Regions from separate parts of the Mus musculus genome. Here regions 1 and 2 are each linked to region 3. A link is a contact called in public Hi-C data. All regions are on one chromosome and are shown on one strand. Each heading gives the region's core, a stretch centred on a gene start, on an enhancer-like site or on the middle of the called end of the contact. The rest is flanking DNA. Distances are from core to core; before and after follow the strand shown. Region 1 has its middle 66 kb from the start of Gm32624. Region 2 overlaps Gm32624 (predicted gene, 32624). Region 3 has its middle 110 kb from the start of Gm32461.

Region 1 (2,947 bases), core at 339-2,838, 190 kb after region 3:
ATATGTGGCAGGGCTTCATAAAAACTTTTATTACCCTAACACTTTCAGATAAACTTAGGTAAACATTCTTGTGTCGTGCTTACAAAAATAATGAAAACGGACCTCAGCTTACATATTTTTATATACTGTCAATGTTAGTATTCAGCCTTCACAATGATATTTTCCCCTGGCCATAGGTACTATGTTTTATTATAGATATTTATTTTATTTTAGGAAAGCTGATGTTAACATAGTTTAGCCTTCACATAAAAGCTCAAATGAAGTAGTGCTCCAAATGATGTCTGTTAGAAATTTAAATGTTAAAGCAATTTCAAAACTTTTCTTAACAAGCAGATTCACTGCTAAATCACAAGACAGGTTCATTAAAAGACGATTAGTAATTTATAAAATATATAGTAACAATAAAAATAGTCACTAAAACTTCTATATTTTTTAATTGTGGTAAAAACTGGCATAGTAGGGTTTTCTTAATATGCATTCTTTGCTTCCTAACACTTGAAATTGTCGTAAAATTTAGAGAACATGTAGGATTTCCCCAATTCTTATTAGTACATGCTAGCTACTTTTTAGTAACTTTTCTAAATTTTGAGCACCCTGAGTTAAAAGGTTTTGAAAAGTCATTCTGCCACCTTGCGTTCCGTACTGTCAAGGCAGTTTTGTGCTTCTGGGAAACCACGGGAAATTTTCTGCCAACAGGGAAGTCTTAATTCTGAATCAGAATTCTAGAATCATCCTGGACTCCTCTGCCTGTATTATTGTTTCCAAGTTTTCATGAACCTATCACAGATATTTGTAACTCAATATATTCTTATGCCAGAGTACGGATTCAATTCTCATTATTTTTACTAAGATTTTGAAAGACAAATAACAAAACTTTAATTGAAACCATATGTGATTCTGTAAAAAAAAAAATGTTTTCTTACATATTCTTAACTGAATGACTAATTGATACATGAAAGTATACATATTGTATACTTTTTTAATGAAATATAAACAAAGAAAAACAAGCTTATATTTTAAATACTTCTTTTGTGTAAGTGGTGAACAACTTGTGTGTGTGTGTGTGTGTGTGTGTGTGTGTGTGTGTGTGGTGTGGTGTGTTTTGAACTCAGAAAACTAGAAAAAGCAAAACTCCAAAATTCCATAAAAGAAAAGAAAATAATACAAAAACCCAATGATAACAAAGGATTGTTGTAAATCAAGTTGAACATCAATAAATAGCCTCTCAAACCTACTTTATTGTGAGAACACAGTATGTAGTCTCAAGGCTATTGATGCAGGGCATCTTCATAATGGTTGACCTTGCTTTCTTAGGCATTTCTTTCCTTGATACGGAGACTCCTGAACTTTTTGTATTTCATTCTGTTCTTGAAAGTCATTGAAGGACTACATCAGAAATGTATAGATATGACAGTTGGGGTTGTAGGGAAAAGGTGGTTACGGTACTAGTCATAATCTTAAAGGGCCTTTTCCCTCCTCTTTCAGGGGGACTTTTAACTTACCACAAAATAACTGATTTGTGTGACTACAATCCCTCTGAGGAAATGATCAATGTGAACGGTGTGCTACTGCCATCTTGTGTCCGAAAAGAGTCCCTCAGTTTCTGTAGCATGCTAGTTGGAGTGAGGAATTCAGAAATGTTCTGAAACTAGCCTTCAGGCTTTTGCAGTAGAATGTAGGAGGGAGAACTTTAGGCTGTGGGTCTCACGAAGCAGCTGTTAAACCCAGAACGCATGACATTCTTGAAGCTGCCAGGGTGTGCATGACTTAACCTGCTCCCCTCGGACTTTTACTCTGAGATGATACTTTTAAAGTTTCGAGCAAAAATTGGAAGTCAGAGAAAGCAACAGATGAAGGCAAGAGAATAACACTTTATCACTAGAAACTACATGGAATTTTCAAATGTTAGAGCCATAACATTTTTCTCTAAGTCTTAGTGTATTAATCCAATATAGTCAGTCAATGCTTCAAAACTTGGGGTGCTTGAATTTAGAAAAAAAATCTTAAAGCCATCAACACTTTCAAAATCCTTTAATTCATTACATTACATCAAAAGAATTCTCAGCATTATGACTGTTAAATATCAGGCCAAGTTGCTGAGAGGATTTCACTATTGTACATAAATATCCAAAAGATGACCTTAGTACTTAGCTATTCTCAAAATCTACGCAATGTAAGAACAATCATGAATATTAGAAAGAGCACAGGAGTGACCCAGTGCTAATCTGCCAACCCAGCATGAACTTTCAGCATCCTCAAAACGCCAAGTACATCAAAGAGAATTCCTCACTCTGGAGAAATAAATGTGTCCTGAATCTCAGTGGAGAGACCAAGTATCACACTACTTCATCACCCAGAACTGAATCTACAAAATTATCTCAGCTATAGAAGCAACACCAGGTATTATGGGAGTATGTCCAGTCATCCCGTAACTTCTGTGACTGAAGGAATCTGAAGTAATCTTTTGGCTGAGAACTGGTCTTGGCTTTGCATTTGAAATCATAGGCAGTGATAGGCTGGTTTTCAGGCCAGGCACCGCCCACTGATGGATGCTTCTGCCTGGCTGCAAGCTGATCATCTGCAGATGGAGAATTGGGTCTCTGTTATCATCATTTCTTTTATCTGAAATCAATCTACTCTTGTTTTTAGACTTTGATCCTATAGTCAGCCTCCTATAAGACAGGCTTTGCCAGCACATCTATACAAAGATGAACTGCTAATGGGAGCCTCAGCTAAAATAACATGCACGGGTTTCCAGGCTGACTGTGACCCATCGATCCTTCCCTTAGCAAACATGTCTGACGTCAGGACCCCTGTACCTGTGCAAGTCCTTGCCAGAGAGGAGGCTAACAGGCAGAGCTGGCATGGACGTTAGGCTGCATTGTTCTAGTCTTGCCCATCTGATATTCCCGTCTGAGAGGAAGAGCTGTAGGAACTGATATAACTT
Region 2 (2,782 bases), core at 226-2,725, 130 kb after region 3:
GAGACAGAGATTGTCAAATAACCTCAAGAAAACATTTGTGTAAAGTCATTAGGAGTTGTGATAATACTAGGTCCATTTAGCATAATAATATTGGGTTTTCCCTCTAGATTCTACGGCATATCTAGTCACAGCTTCTTGCCTTCTTTAAAAATGTCAGGTGTCTGATTCCATCACATGGAGTTGGCTTTCCATCCAATCAGAAAGTGACTGGTTACTCCCATTACATTTTGCTGCTACCATAACAATCACTGTTGTCACTTTCAGAGTTCATGGCTTAGTGAGACTGGGGCTTACTTTTCTCCTACAGCAATGTGTGTAGCACCTTAGAAACTAGCTGATAGGAATGAAGCTACTAAGTGAGTACCCGTTCAATTTCTAGATGGTAGGAAGTCTTACTATAATGTGGGCATTGCATTCTGTGAGCTGAGTCCTGTACTGAATGAAAACCAGAGAGAGGAGAGAGAGAGAGAGAGACAGAGAGAGAGAGAGACAGAGACAGAGACAGAGACAGAGACGGAGACGGAGACGGAGACGGAGACAGAGACAGAGACAGAGACAGAGACAGAGACAGAGACAGAGACAGAGACAGAGAGAACCTATTGCTCTCTGCTTATAGAAAATGGGTCCAATGTGAGCAGCTGTCTAGAACTTCTTCTACTTCAATTTCTCCATAATAATGAATTGTAACCTGAAGCTATAAGCTATAATAAATCCCTTCTCCCTTAAGTAGCTATTGCCAGAGTATTTTATTACAGTAACTGGAAATGGAACTCAGACATATGCAATACACTTGTAATCACAAAGCATGTGTTGTTGCTTGTTTGTGAACTATTCCGTGGTGCACACTCAGAAAGTACAGCCTGTTTTTCTGCATGATTATTGAACTGATCCTTCTGATACTTTTATAATTGATGACACGATAATTGCATAACAAATAAACAGACATTAGGAGCAGAAATTATTCCAGATTTCATAAAAATAGACTCTCAAATTTTATGTAACACTAATAAATGTGTTCAGTAAAGTAAAGGAATGGAAATATTGGCTGTGATTTAGTAAAGTGACTTATTTTAAAAATGTGGTTTTTTCTAAAAATATATTCAAATTATTTTATTATTTCATTTATATGAGTTATTTTGCCAGCAGGTATGCAAGTATGTGCACCCCATGCATGCCTGGTGACTAAGTGTGTGAGAATAAGGGATTAGATTTCCTAAGGCTGTAGTTACAAACAGTTGTGAACCACCACATGGGTACTGAAAATGAAACCTGGACTCTCTAATAAAGCAACAAGGACTCTTAACCACTGAGCAAACTCTCCATCACCAAAGCTTCTTTTAAAGCTTTAATTTCTGTTGTAAATTAAGTAACTAACTGCACAGACAACAAACATGTAAACGGCAGTGGAGTGTTATGATTTGATTGTGAAATGTCCCACATCATCTCACGTGTTGGAACACTTAGTCCACAGCTGGTGGCCAGGTTTAGGGAGGTCATAGGAGTTAGAGAATATGCAGCCTGACTGGAGTCCATGAATAACCTAGTGTGGGCCATGAGTCTTTATAGACAAACAGACCAGCATCCTGTTCATTCTCTTTCCTGAGTACAAATGCAATCGGACGAGCCAGCCTCCTGCCTTTCCTGCTTGCACACCTATATAGAACATCCCTGCCACCTGTAAAACTTCCCATGTAACTCTTCAAGCCATGACCTCACTGTGGTGTGATCACGAGAAAGCACTGATCTGGGTTTTAAAGCTTTAAAGGTTTATCTTCCTCTAGAATAGTATGTGCATGGAATTACCCAGCATGCATTGCCAGGCTTCTGGGACCTATTCATGTCTCTGCACATATTAATCCTTTGTGCATATGAAAACACTGTAGTAGGCTAATTAATATTGCTTTTGGTTGTTTTTTTAGACAGGCTTTCATGCAGCCCAGTCTGCCCTCAGACTAACTATATAGTTGATGATGACATGGCTCTTACCACATTTCTTATAAAGTATGAATACCTTTTATATTGAAAGCTGAGCTGTCTGCTTGCCTTATCTTTCTGAGTGTTGTGTTCACAGGCATGCAGCATTTTGCCTAGCTCCTGCAGAGTTATCAGACTCAGGACTTCTTAATACTAATTGACTGACTGACACAGCCCATCACTACATATTCTAAATTTCCTATTCATATAAACAGAGATATTTCAACAGGATATATATATATATATATATATGTATATATATATATATATATATAATATTTAAATAAATATTTTAAATGATTTCAGTTGCAACTCACAGCAACTGAATGAGTTAGTGCTGTGATAAAATACCCAATGAGGGCAAGTTAAGAGAGAGAGGATATATATTAATGCACAGTTCCAGTGTACAGTCCACTGTGGCAGTGAAGCTGTCTTGTGACTTGAGACAGCTGATGATATTGTGTCTGTAAACAATAAGCACAGGGAAATGAATGTGCTTGCTCAACTAGCTTTCTCTTTTTTTATTCATTCTTGGATTCCAGCCAACGATATTATGCCTCCAACTTTTAGAGTGAATCCTAACACCTCAAATAACCTGACAGCTATTCTCTCACAGGAATGACCAGAGTTTAACATAATCTAAATAATCCCTCACAGGTGCACCAGGAGGCTTGTCTTGGAAGAGATTCCAGACCCTGTCAAACTGACAGGAACCATCACACTTCTCTCGATTACAATTAATGGATTCTGGTAAGTCACTGATAAGAGAAATGAGAAGAGGAGCTACAAATGAAACAGAGGGTTTAGG
Region 3 (2,791 bases), core at 276-2,775:
CCTAGCATCATTTTGTCTTTCTCTTCACCATGTAAGTGAACCAGAGGTTTACTTATCTCCAGACTGACATAGTCATGCATATTTTCTCTTATATTTCATCTGGGAAGGCTGGACTTCCATACAGGATGGTAGTCATCAGAATTTCTTGTTATAACTGGCTTCATAGAAGTATACAACAGAGGTGACAGGAAGACGAGAGTTATACAACATCACTGATGACACTTGGTATTAGTCAGACTCAATAAAGGGGTTGCCTTCTCTAAATGAATGAAGATAAATGATTTATAAGGAGTTCTAATGTTGTATTAGTCAGGGATTTCTAGAGTTACAGAACTTATGGAATATCTCGTTATATTAAAGGAAATTATTGGAATGACTTACAGTCTGGAGTCTTAACTAACCCATTAGTGGGCACTTTGAATGGAAATCCAAGAATCTAGTAATTGCTCACTCCCACAAGGCTAGGTGTTTCAGCTGGTCTTCTGTACGAACAGGAATCCTGAAGAAGTAGGTTCCAACAGATGTGCTGGGAAGTAAACACAAACAGGCAGTGGAAAAGGAAGCCTTCATTATGTAGGCCTCTACCAGAGCATATGGCCCAGATTAAAGGTGTGTACCACCATGTCTGAACTTAAGCTATTCTTTACTTGGAATTTGCTCTGTCTCGTGCTCTTCTTGAACTCAGAGATCTGCTCGCCTCTGTCTCCTGTCATTAAATGTGTATACCCACCTTGCCAGGGCCTAAGGTTTTCGTAGTTACTATGTCAAGATCCAGATCACAAGCCTCAAGATCTGCAATACAGGTGTGCCCTACATTTCTGGATTGTAGTTCATTCTAGATGGGGTCAAGTTAACAACTAGGAATAGTGATCATAGAGGTATAAGTCAGATTTTAACTATGGTATACATGGGAAGAAAGTACATACAATCATAAATAAGATAACAAAGAACAAACTTCAAAGGAACATTACAAAATATAATTTACCTATCAAAAAGATCTTTAAAATGTCACCAATGAGAAAGTTTATGAGACCAGGAAAAAAAAAGGAACATTTTTAAATACATCGTCCATCTTCTTCATTCATTTTATTATTTCCGCATTTATTCATTCATGACACAAATATGTGGTAATGTCCTCTCTTAAGCCTCTAGGCTTTTATTAAACAAAGTAACTGTAACCACGAAGAGGCAAATATTTCATTCTTTGCTTCATGATGTTTACAATTTAATAGCACAAATTATACCCTTAAAAAAAAAAACCAATTGACTATAACCCTGGTAATAAAGACACCAACAATGTTTACATAATTCGTAAGTGAAAAAAAAAAACTATATGTAACAAAGATTAATGTAACATAAAATAATTAAATAAAGTGCATAGATGCATTCAGTTATTTAATCAAATAAGCTTAATTTAGGGCTTTGTTGTATCCCTAGGTTCATTCTAAATCATTAGGCCAATGCATAAACCATGTTCTAACAAAAACAGATGGTCCCCAGCACACAGGGCCACTCCATCTGCTCTGTAGTTCCACATGGGAATGGCTTCCTTTTGCTTACCAGCCCATCCCTGGTTCCAAGAAAACATGAGCCTCTTAAGGTCGAAAATCTAGTGGCTTGCAAGTCAGCTGGCAGTGTTTCTGCATTTTTAAGCAAGCTTGGATATCGTGGGGAGCTTAGTGTTCACTCTGAAACTGACCCTTCTGAGCCAAGTTCAGAGCAGTGCGAGTTATCAAAGCTGACAGGCTTTTGGCAAGTTGTTGAAGACTTTCAGGCCAGGATCCTTTCCAAACTCAGATGGGAACAATTAGGATAAATAATAGTTCTTGAAATGGCTAGTTCTTACTATGCCTTTTAAATGTATTTAGTGTGCAATAATGGAATTTATAGCTTATCTATAGCACACTATCTATTCAAAAGAAAACAGGATCTAATTGAAAGGTGAGACAGCCTTGAGAATTGCTAACCAAGAGTTGGGACAAAAATAACAAAGAGGTATTTTAAAAACCCTTACTTTTAAGATTTTATAAGACATAACTAAGTAATATACTATATATATACACATATATATCCTTTATATAAGTAATATACTATATATATATATATATATATATATGTATCCCCTAAACTTGTACCCCAACACCAAAAGCAATATTTAGGAAACCTTGTTCAAACATACTACATAGACAAAACACATACAGACACACAATTAAGGGATTATGACTACCCCTGCCCCAATAATCAAAGCTTTTGTTAGTATGCAATACAGACTTCTAAAGCTAGGAAAATATTGAGGATACACACATGATATTGGTATGCAACAAATTCAAGACACAGAATGGATGCAAACAAGAGAGCAACAGGAGATGCAAACCTTCTATATCAAGAATAACTCACTTGGTGTTGCTAATCTCTTGACTTCCTGCAGACTTGCTTTTGCTTTTCTTGGTTGTTTTACTTTATCTGTCCTAAGGGCAGAGAAATACAACGATCTCATGGTTGACATTCCAAACTTGGCCTATTAAAAAAATAAGGCTTTGACCCAATTAGTTGCAAGTAGAGTCATTAAACTATCGTAACACCTCTTCAGTGATTTTGTCAGCTTGGTGTTCTCGAACTTTTAACAAGAAAGATTATTGTTTATAATTATGCCTGAATTTTTAAGCTGGGTTAAAATGTTATTTATTTAAAGTTATAAGTACAGCTATATTTTCTACATATTAATAATTAGTTTTTGTGTGGTTTTTGCAGATATATTTTATCCATCATATGAATATCTTTATTGGTATAA

Evidence for each region. A called contact is a pair of places that touch in the nucleus more often than the background predicts.
Region 1: a Hi-C map of uterus shows a contact between it and region 3, with 5 times the contacts expected there. The contact joins two enhancer-like sites. A contact is called at or near these places in 1 of 39 promoter capture datasets (the 3T3-L1 cell line), 11 of 484 Hi-C or Micro-C datasets (the 3T3-L1 cell line, 3T3-L1-derived adipocytes, embryonic fibroblasts and 4 more) and 1 of 115 datasets of contacts at active chromatin or transcription factors (heart atrium).
Region 2: a Hi-C map of uterus shows a contact between it and region 3, with 2.0 times the contacts expected there. The contact joins two enhancer-like sites. A contact is called at or near these places in 6 of 484 Hi-C or Micro-C datasets (the HL-1 cell line, nephron progenitors and uterus).

The regions. Positions count from the first base shown.
Region 1 is chr16:86,881,138-86,884,084 of GRCm38.p6, forward strand. No RefSeq gene overlaps it. Among named protein-coding and RNA genes, the nearest start is that of Gm32624, 66 kb to the left of the region's middle. Within about 2 kb of position 1,589, at least 25 of the 459 cell types and tissues checked have an H3K27ac peak or open chromatin away from gene starts, as enhancers often do. A contact at or near this core is called in uterus, where this site is marked.
Region 2 is chr16:86,825,371-86,828,152 of GRCm38.p6, forward strand. It overlaps Gm32624 (predicted gene, 32624), which reads left to right. Exons shown (of 3, transcript NR_169090.1): 2 at 2,632-2,724. Among named protein-coding and RNA genes, the nearest start is that of Gm32624, 9.9 kb to the left of the region's middle. Within about 2 kb of position 1,476, at least 6 of the 459 cell types and tissues checked have an H3K27ac peak or open chromatin away from gene starts, as enhancers often do. A contact at or near this core is called in uterus, where this site is marked.
Region 3 is chr16:86,693,081-86,695,871 of GRCm38.p6, forward strand. No RefSeq gene overlaps it. Among named protein-coding and RNA genes, the nearest start is that of Gm32461, 110 kb to the right of the region's middle. Within about 2 kb of position 1,526, at least 33 of the 459 cell types and tissues checked have an H3K27ac peak or open chromatin away from gene starts, as enhancers often do. A contact at or near this core is called in uterus, where this site is marked.